Linked DNA regions of Mus musculus: region 1 is linked to region 2. Evidence: chromatin contacts called from public HiChIP or PLAC-seq data. All regions are on one chromosome and are shown on one strand. Each heading gives the region's core, a stretch centred on a gene start, on an enhancer-like site or on the middle of the called end of the contact. The rest is flanking DNA. Distances are from core to core; before and after follow the strand shown. Region 1 holds the start of Ppp4c (protein phosphatase 4, catalytic subunit). Region 2 has its middle 21 kb from the start of Coro1a.

Evidence for each region. HiChIP or PLAC-seq counts read pairs in DNA pulled down with a chosen protein or histone mark.
Region 1: an H3K4me3 HiChIP or PLAC-seq map of bone marrow-derived macrophages shows a contact between it and region 2, with 2.7 times the contacts expected there. The contact joins the promoter of Ppp4c here to the enhancer-like site in region 2. A contact is called at or near these places in 2 of 39 promoter capture datasets (the C10 cell line and the SN4741 cell line), 1 of 15 datasets of contacts at CTCF or cohesin (CD8 T cells), 2 of 484 Hi-C or Micro-C datasets (CD8 T cells and bone marrow-derived macrophages), 7 of 115 datasets of contacts at active chromatin or transcription factors (CD8 T cells, the SCID.adh cell line, bone marrow-derived macrophages and 3 more) and 3 of 9 other capture datasets (adipose tissue, liver and pancreatic islet).

What each region holds. Positions count from the first base shown.
Region 1 is chr7:126,791,056-126,796,049 of GRCm38.p6, forward strand. Ppp4c (protein phosphatase 4, catalytic subunit) reads right to left here and starts at 1,492. Exons shown (of 9, transcript NM_019674.4): 1 at 1,368-1,492; 2 at 1,006-1,168. The coding sequence starts at 1,103. Aldoa (aldolase A, fructose-bisphosphate) reads right to left here. Exons shown (of 9, transcript NM_007438.4): 7 at 4,895-4,994; 8 at 4,558-4,757; 9 at 4,179-4,459. The coding sequence ends at 4,364.
Region 2 is chr7:126,723,076-126,728,240 of GRCm38.p6, forward strand. It overlaps the pseudogene Snrp1c-ps1. Among named protein-coding and RNA genes, the nearest start is that of Coro1a, 21 kb to the left of the region's middle. Within about 2 kb of position 2,821, at least 23 of the 459 cell types and tissues checked have an H3K27ac peak or open chromatin away from gene starts, as enhancers often do. A contact at or near this core is called in bone marrow-derived macrophages and microglia, where this site is marked.

The DNA of each region.
Region 1 (4,994 bases), core at 242-2,741, 67 kb after region 2:
ACTCAAATCCACAGTCACTGCACCCCAAACTGGGATCCTGACTTACAATTTCCTTCTACTTCCCAGAGAACTCTGCCTCTCTCCATATCCATATCATGCTTAGCTCTCATGTTGTGGCCTTGACCTAGCTTAGGATGACCCTAAACCCCTCATTCTCCTTTCTTGGCATCCCAAGGGCTTGGGAGGGGCTGTTGAGAGGGGCTGGAGATAGCTCAATGGTTAACAGCACCGACTGCTCTTCTGAAGGTTCTGAGTTCAAATCCCAGCAACCACATGGTGGCTCACAACCATCTGTAATGATATCTGATGCCCTCTTCTGGTGTGTCTGAGGACAGCTACAGTTTACTTACATAAAAATAATAAATAAATCTTTAAAAAAAATTGTGTTGAAGCTGTGAGTTTTTTCAAAAACTCTTCCTTTTTTGAAAAGACCTCAACTCAGTAAAATGAGCTAGTCTGAAACTCTTCTAGTGTGACCTATTTATTGTTTTTCTTAGGATCGTAATGGAACACGAAGGTGGCTCAACTCCGTCTTCCAGAATCATAACTAAAAGGATCCGTATTCACAAGATCTGGCTTCAGATTCCATTCCTTCCTTGCTGGTAATTTTGAACAATTGGAGTCCTTGTTTGTTAAACTAGACACAAAGTCATTTTCTCTTTTAAGGACTGACGGGATTGAGAGGCTTTCGCAAATCACGTTTTGTTTTCTTGCCTTGAACCATCTCCTCACTCTTTAAGAATCTGTCCGAGAACTCAGCCCCTCCAAGAAACTTTCACCCCAGCAGGGCAAGCCATTTTCCCTGAGTTCCCTAGAACTTCCTGCCACTCGCTCTTACTCCACTAGAAACCCATACACAGCCGCCCCGTGGTTCCTGGGGAGAAGTGGCTCTCCGGACCTCTCTCTGGCGACGTTTCCGGGCTTGGGCAAGCCCTAAGTTCTCGGCGGAGTTTGCCCGGCCGAGACCCCCGGGGCGACCGGCTGGAGTCCCTTCCGCGGGCTCACCTGGCCTTGGCGCACAGGGCCTTGACTTCGCTCTCTTTGATCAGCTCGCAGCGCCGTAGCTGCTCGATCTGCCGGTCCAGGTCGCTGATCTCCGCCATGGCCCACCCCCCCGGCGCGGGTCAGAGTCGGGGCCGCCGCCCCCTCCGGACCGCACAGGGGTCTCCTGGGAAAAGGGAAGGCGAGCCCGCCAATCAGAGGGTCCGTGCGGGAGGGGGGACTCGATTCTGGGACCGCCCCCCCCTCCCCTCACGGCGGCCCAGGACCCTCCGCGTCCCGCTGCCCTGGCCGCACCCCGCCAACTCCCGTCGAACCCCGCGGGCCCGCGCTAAGGACGGTGGCCTAGAGGGGCCTCGGACAATTACCGCCGCGGAGACTCCGGCTGAGTCTCTTCGACTCCCCACTTCCCTCCGCTTTGGGCCTCCGCCACCGCCGCTTCTACTTCCGGCCTCGCCGCGGAAGCAAAGGGAAACCAGTGCTCTCGCGCGCCGGAAGTGACGCACACGAGCCACGCCTCGCTGAGGCACCGGGAAGGAGAAGAGAAGTAGCCGGAAGTGGGCGGGCGAAGTTGGTTGGAGGCAAATACAGCAGTGCGCCTGGTGTACTTGTGTATGCCTGGTGAGGCGAGCCGCGGTAGGCTTCTCATCTCACATTACATTATTCCCTGGGCTGCTTCTATTACAGATCTCACGGATAAAACTGCCTTGTTCATCATTGCCTCTCCGGTGTTTAGAATAAGGCCAAGTATTGCAGATATGCATAAATAATTGTTCAATGAAAGAGCCTATCCTGGTCCACATTTCTTGCCACGGTCCCATGGAGGAGCTCCGAACCTGGGCCAGACATAGTGGCCTATTTGTAATCCCAGAACTCAGGAGGCTAAGGCTGATCGTGGATACTAGGCTGTCAAAGCTACAGAGCAAACACTTGGCGGGGGGCGGTCACCTCACGAAGATAGCATATCTGATAAAAGAACTTGTCACCAAACCTACTGACCTGATTTGGATCCCCAGAACCCATATGGTGATGAGAGAAAACACGGAGGCTTAAATCTAATTGAAAAAAAATTTTTTAAGTGTCCACTCTCTGGACACCAAGCTTTTCCAAAATAGTTCACTTTTTTTCTTGACAGGGTTGCACTGTAGCTTAGAATAGCCCAGATTTCACAGCGAATCTCAGCCCAGATATTAATCAACCACACCCAACAATGCTTCTTATTGCCTGAACATATTCCTTGAAGGTGGCAATGGGTTTGGAGGCTAGCTTGATCACAGTTGAATGCTGAAAGTCTGGAGTTTCAATCAAAGCTCAAATATGAATCCATAGCTGTACTTGGTGGTGCACGCCTTTAATCCCAGCACTCAGGAGGCAGAGGCAGGCAGATTTGGGAGTTCGAGGCCAGCCTGGTCTACAAAGTGAGTTCCAGGACAGCCAGGGCTATACAGAGAAACCCTGCCTCAAAAAGCAAAAAACAAAAATTAATCCAGAAAAAAGTGGTTTTCAGGTCTGGCTTTCACCTTTCATTTGCTGAAACTCAAAGCAACACAAACACTAAGCCAGCCCCTGGAGCTCCCCAAATTCGCAGTGCATGCAGTCTGCCTCCTTTCTCTTTGCCTTTTGCTGTAGGCAGAGCAGGTTATTGATCTTCTGCACACCATACTCCCTCTTTTTCAGTATTCTATTGTCCCTCTCAATTTTGAACAATTTTTATGTGCCTTAAGATTTTCTTATAGAGGGTGGGGAGATGGCTCAGTGGTTAACACTGACTGCTCTTCCAGCCTGCCAACCACCTGGGTTCAATTCCCAGCACCCACATGGCTGCTCACAACTGTTCCAGAGGATCCAACACTCACACATACACACATTTCAGTTAAAATACCAATGTATATAAAATAAAAAGGATCGCCTCATAGAAGCTAGGAGAATAGCACATGCCTTTCATCCCAGTACTTGGAAAGCAGATCTTGAGAGTTCAAGGCCAGTGTGGGCTACAGAATTCTAGAGAGCAAGGCTACAAGTACGTGATGAGCAGTAAAATGGGAGGCTGAAGTTTGGGGAAGCATAGGGATTTGAGTTTTCCCTTGCAGCACTGGGGAAGGAACCAGAGCTTTGAGTACTCAGCCACTGGGCTCTATCCACAGCCTGCGCATAGCTTTGACTATTGGCCAATACATGGGAATATTAGGACAGTGGAGACTATGCTTTGATACTCCTAGTAAGACAATTCTACGCAGATCACTGAAAACGAAAGTGTCAAAGAAAAAGATGCTTGGGAAGGAAAACAGAAAGCACAGGAAGGGCAGAGAAGGCAGGAAACAGGAAATGCTTAAGATCTAAGTCGTCCCCAGTTATACTTAGAGTCTCTAGCACTATAAATTACTAGAGGTATGATGGGGCTGGAGAGAGAACTCAGCAGTTTAGCACCCACATGGTGGCTCACAACCATGAGTAACCATGCAAGGACTCTGCTACTGAGTTATAGTCCGAAGCCCTCACTCCTTAAGGTTTCTTATCTTGCCAGAAGCTAGCACTTGATACACTCCTTTTGGCCTCCAAAGGCAGATACACTGTATCCATTCATTTAGGCAGAATTTTTTTTTTTCAAGACAGGGTTTCTCTGTATAGCCCTGGCTGTCCTGGAACTCACTTTGTAGTGAGTTCCAGGTTGGCCTCCTGCCTGCCTCTGCCTCCTGAGTGCTGGGATTAAAGGTGTGCACTAGCACACCGACTACACTCAATATAATGTGGCAAGAATACAGATGGCCCATGGTTTGATGTGCTTCTTATTCTATCACCAGGGAACATCAGCAGCTCTGAGGCTCCATTCTCAACCTGGAACCCAAGAGTTCTGCAGTTGAGCTGTATACCTATGTCACTGCAGGAGAGGATTCTGCGTTCTCCAAAAGGCTCCATAGTCCCCAAAAACGCATAAATGTGTTAGCCCTGATACAATCCTTGCCAAGTATTCATTAAGCCCTTGGTTGGCTTAAACTGAATATTAATTAGGTAAAAGTTACCTTCAATTAGATGTAGGCAAAGAACATCCCATAATACTATGCCTTTCTCAAAGCTCTGGTCAAAAAAACCCTTCCTTTTACTGTCCAAGAAGAAGAAACCCAAAGTAAGGCTCTTTCCTCAGGCCCTCCCCTATACCCTACAAGACATGAACAACAGACTCCCCCTTAAATAGTTGTTTATTGGCAGTGGGCTGGAAGGGATGGCAGATTTAGCATTCACAGACAACACCGCACACGAGGGCAGCAGCAAGAGTGATGGGAAAGAGCCTGAAGACCCCTCTTCAATAGCAAGTGGGTAGGCAGGGGCCTGGAGTGTTGATGGAGCAGCCTTAGTTCAGCTCTGGTTAGTAGGCATGGTTAGAGATGAAGAGAGATTCACTGGCTGCGGCTCCAGACTGGCCACTTGGGGTATACTTTCCTTGACAAGCGAGGCTGTTGGCCTAAAAGGGAAGAGGAATCAGAGGAATTCTCTTCTTGAGTCCCTCCCCACCCCGCCCAGGCACCTGTTCACACTTCCACGCCTGCCTGCCTGCCTTACCAGGGCGCGCTTGATGTACTCCTCCTGGGCTGCCTTCAGGTTCTCCTTCTTCCCACCCCAGGCCTTTAGAGCAGAGGCCTGCAGGGCTCGACCATAGGAGAAAGTCAAGGCCCATGGCTTCAGCAGGGGGCACTTGTTGATAGCATTGAGGTTGATGGATGCCTCTTCCTCACTCTGCCCTCCAGACAGGAAAGTGACCCCTGGAGAACAAGCACAGAAGGAAAGGGACCTGCATTAGAGATGCGGAGCAGGAAAAGCCATGAGGCGTCACCCTGGACAAAGTCAAATGTGATGGTGCATCCACCTCACCAGGCCAAGATGAGGGAGTGGGCCTCACCAGTGACAGCAGGGGGCACTGTGCGACGAAGTGCTGTGACCGTTGCCATGGCAATCTCCTCATTGGAAAATTTCTGGGTGCAAGCATGGCCAGGGGTGAC
Region 2 (5,165 bases), core at 1,571-4,070:
TTCTGTATTAGGTTTTCGTACTATCCTAGAGGAATTTTAATCTAGCAACATGACTGTTCTGGCAAGGGAATCACATCCAAAGACCTTCCAGGTCAGTGTGATCTGATTGGAATGCAGACATTCTCTAGTACACACCTTTAATCCGAAACAATGAAAGTAAGGTTATTTGAGAGAAGGAAGCAGCCATGTTTGAAAGTGATGTGTAGCTGGGCAGTGGTGGCGCACGCCTTCATACCCAGCACTTGGGAGGCAGAGGCAGGTGGATTTCTGAGCTCAAGGCCAGCCTGGTCTACAGAGTGAGTTCCAGGACAGCCAGGGCTGCACAGAGAAACCCTGTCTCGAAAAACCAAAAAAAGAAAAAAAAAAGTGATGTCTAGTTGAGGAGCAGGCAGACAAAGTGACGATTCAGAGTAAGATTTGGCAGAATGAGTCACAGATAGGATACGCCCGACTCTCCTGAGACAGAAGAGAGGGGGCTTAAAAGAGCAGTGCAGGCAGAGGCAGTCATCAGTTTGGTCAGTCAGGTGGGAGTAGTGAGTGCAGCGGAGTTGAGTTCATTTGTGAGTTCGTGCAGCTCAGTGCAGGGCAGCAGAGTCAGTTGGAGCTAGAGATTAAGGAGCCAGAAGGTTAGAACAAATTGCCAGAATTAATTTGAGACCAAGCCGAGCACTTCAGTGAGAAGCTGAGAGAAGTCAGACTGAATCAGTCAGCTTGGGGTGGAGTTTGAACCAGTCAGCCAGAGCTCAGAAAGAACTAGAAAGAGTGAGCTTTATTCAGCAGGAAGCCTCTGTGATAACAATTTCTTCAGGCAAATAAAAGATACCTTTAGGACCCAGGTAGACAATGGCTTGTGGAGCAACATGCCCAAGTTTTATTGTGACTACTGTGATACGTATCTTACCCACAATTCTCTGGCTGTGAGGAGGACAAACTGCAGTGGTCGGAAACACAAAGAGAATGTAAAAGACTGTTACCAGAAATGGATGGAAGAGCAGGCCCAGAGCCTGAATGACAAAACAACAGCTGCATTTCACAGAAAGATCCCTCCAGCTCCATTCTCTGTTCCTCCACCTGCAGGGGCCATGATCCCACCTCCCACCATGGGCCCTCCTCGGCCTGGCATGACGCCTGTGCCCCACATGGGAGGCCCTCCCATGATGCCAATGATGGACACTCCCCTTCTGCCTGGGATGGTGCCCGTGGGACCAGCTCCTGGGATGAGACTGCCCATGGGAGGCCACATGCCCATGATGCCTGGGCCTCCCATGATGAGACCTCCCGCCTGCCCTATGATGGTGCCCACATGGCCTGGCATGACCCGGCCAGACAGATAAGAGCAGAAGCGCTCTTGATGGTTTTGTATTTCTTGTTCTGTTTCACCAGGAGCTCTTGGTGCTGAGCCTGAGTGTGTACTAGATGCATGAAAAGGAAACGTCCCTTCCTAACAGGATATTTTTTGGAGGGAGAAGTAATACAAAAAAGTACAGTTTTCACTTATATTGTGAAATGTGAAAATAAAATCATCAGGTCTTTTAGTTAAAAAAAAAAAAAAGATACCTTTATATCTGTCTCTCTTCATATTCCCTCCCTCCCTCTTTCCTTCCCCATTCCATTGGAGTCTTCTGTTCTAGTCTCCTTCCCCATCCATTCATAACTATCTATTCTATTTCCCTTTCCTGGGGAGATCTATCTGTACACTCCAGTCCCTTACTCTATACCTAACTATTGTGGTATTATATAGATTGTGGCTCAGTTATCATTGACTTAACAGCTAATATTGACACGTAAGCTAATACATTACTTATTTGTCTTTCTGGGTCTACGTTATCTGACTCAGGGTGATTTTTTTTTTCCTAGTTCCTTCCATTTGCCTGCAAATTTCATTATTTCAGTTTTTAAATGGCTGAATAATATTCTGTTGTGTAAATGTACCACATTTTCTCATCCATTGATCTGTGACAGCCATCTAAGTTGTTTTCCAACTTCTGGCTATTATAAAGAGCAGCAATGAACATGGGTGAGCAAGTGTCTCTGAGGTAGAATGGAGCATCCTTTGGGTATATGCCCCATAGCCGAGCATATACAAACCACTACAGTGGTATAGCTGAGTCACGAGGTCTTCAAGTCTCATCTTCCTGAGAAACCACCACACTGATCTCTACAGTGGCTGGCAAGTTTGCACTCATACCAGCAATGGGTGATTGTTCCCCTAACTTCCCATCCTCGCCAGCATTTGTTTTTATTGATCTTAGCCAATCTGCTGGGTGTAAGATAAAACCACAAAGTAGTTTTGATTTACATTTCCCTGATGACTAAGGATGTTGAAAGGTTCTTTAAATGTTTCTCAGCCATGGAGTTTCCTCTTTTGAGAATTCTGTTTAGATCTGCACACCATTTTTAAATTGAGTTATTTGGGTTTTTTTTTTTTTTGTCTTGTTTTTGTTTTTGTTTCAATCCTAGGATGTTTATTACAAAGGTAAACTTTGATCCTCTAGTTGGACTTAAGAGTAAGATTTCTAGTATGGAGTGTGGGCACCAGGACCTCGGAACTTTTTGGATTTATGACCACTGTCAGGTATCTTTAGTCTCGTTCTTAGAGGTCTCATCCACGTACTTTTGGTAATAAGCCATCAGGGCTTTGGAGATGGGCTGTCAGATAGCATAAATTTGGGGCACATGACCACCACACTTCACATGAACCCGGACATCCACACCAGCAAATCTCTCTTTGCCCAGAAGCAGAACTGCCTCAGTACCTTGTCCTGCAGCACGCACAGCTTGATCATCTCCAGGGGACGTCTGTCCACCCATTTCCCCATTTGCAGTGTGCCACAGCTGTGCCTATCTTCTTGTGACCGAAGACCTACACAGACTGCAGCTGATCCTGAGACTGTGAGCAGCAAGGATGGACATGAGCTGGTGCAATCTGAGAAGGGTTTCCTCAATACCTTGGTTTTTTAGGTTCCTTATATATTTTGGATATTAGCCTTCTATTGAATATAGAGTTGGTAAAAAAAAAGAATTTTTCCCATTCTGTAGCCTGCTGCTTTGTCTAAATGACACTGTCCTTTGCTGTGCAGAAGGTGCTCAGTTTAATGAGGTACATTAGTGATCTTAATGCTGAAAATTGCCCTTTGAAGATCTGCGAAGAATTGTGTTGAGATTGTGAAGGGGACTGCATTGACTCTGCAGATTGCTTTCGGCAAGATGGTCATTTTTTGGACTGGTGAGATGGCTCAGTGGGTAAGAGCACCCAACTGCTCTTCTGAAGGTCTGGAGTTCAAATCCCAGCAACCACATGGTGGCTCACAACCATCCGTAAGGAGATCTGACTCCCTCTTCTGGAGTGTCTGAAGACAGCTACAGTGTACTTACATATAAATAAATAAATAAATCTTAAAAAAAAAAAAAGATGGTCATTTTTACTATATTAATCCTACCTATCCATGAACGTGGGAGATCTTCCCCATCTTCTGACATCTTCTTCAGTTTCTTTCTACAGCGTCTTAGGGTTTTTCTCGCATGAGTCATGCACTTGCCTGGTTAGAGTTACCCCACGATATTTTCTATCACTAGAGGCTCTTGTGAATGGCGTTGTCTCTCTCTGTCTACTTGTTGTGTGTACACAGGATGGCTACTGAGTTTTGTGAGTTCATTTTGTATCCAGCTAGTTTGCTGGAAGTGTTTATCAGCTATAGGAGTTTCCCAGTATCTGAGCATGTGGTCAGTTTTGGAGAAAGTTCTGTCAGGTGCGGAGAAGATATATTCTTTTGTTTTTTGTGGGAAATGTTCTGTAAATATGTTAGGTCCAATTGGTTTAGAAGGTCAGTTAGCAACAGCATTTCTGTTGAGTTTTTGTCTAGATGACCTGTGTACTGGTGGGAGCGGTAACTAAAGTCTTGCAGTATTGGTGTATGAGAGTCAATATGTGACTTAAGATATAGTAGTGAGTTTTTGGGGGTTGGTTGGTTTGGTTTGAAGTGGGGTGCCCTTGAGCTTGGTCCATAGATGTTGAAAACTGGAATGTCCTCTTAGTGGATTTTTCCTTTGATGGGTGTGTAGTATCCTCCCCTTCTGAATAGTGTGGTTTAAAGTCTGTCTTGTCAGATATTAAAATGGCTACATAAGCTTGTTTGTTGATTCCTGTTATTTTGTTATTCTTGTAGTGGTAGTAGTGATGTGTGTGTGTGTGTTTCCTCTCTTTTGATTTGCTGGTCTGAGATTATTCTTTTGTTTTCCTGAGTGTGGTTAATCTTTATAGGTTGGAGTTTTGCTCTAGAGCCTTCTGTAGGACTGGATTTGTAGATAGCTATTGCTTAAATTTGGTTTTATCATGGAATGTCTTATTTTCTCCATCTTTTGTGATTGAATGTTTTACTGGGTATCATATTCTGGGCTGGCATCTATGGTCTCTTAGAGTTTGTAAACATCTATCCAAAGTCCTTCTGGCTTTTACAGTCTCCTTTGAGAAGTCAGGTTTGTTGTTATTGTTGTTCTTTCAGGACAGGGTTTTACTGTGTAGCCTTGGATGTCCTGGAACTTACTTTGTATACGGGCCTATAACTCAGAGATCCACCTGCCTCTGACTCCTGAGTGCTGGGATTAAAGTTGTGTGCCATCACTGCCAGGTAAAGGTCAGGTGTTATTCTAAAATGTCTGCCTTTATATGTTACTCAGTCTTTTTCCCTTGTAGGGTTTAATATTCCTTCTTTGTTCTGTACAGTTAATTATTATGTGCTGAGGGGATTTTCCTTTCTGGTACTGTCTGTTTGGTGTTCTGTATACTTCCTTGTTACCTTGATAGACACCTGTTTCTTTAAGTTAGGAAAATTTTCTTTTCTTTTAAAGATTTATTTATTTATATTTTATGTATATGAAGACACTGTAGCTGTCTTCAGACACACCAGAAGAGGGCATCAGATCCCATTACAGATGGTTGTAAGCCACTATGTGGGTCCTGGGAATTGAACTCAGGACCTCTGAAAGAGCAGTCAGTGCCCTTAACCACTGAACCATCTCTCCCTTGGAAATTTTTCTTCTATGGTTTTGTTAAAAATGTTTTCTGTCTTTGACCTGGATTTCTTTTCCTCCTTCTATTTCTATTGTCCTTGTGTTTGGTGTTTTCGTAGTGTCCCATGTTTCTTGGGTATTTTGGGCCAGGGCTT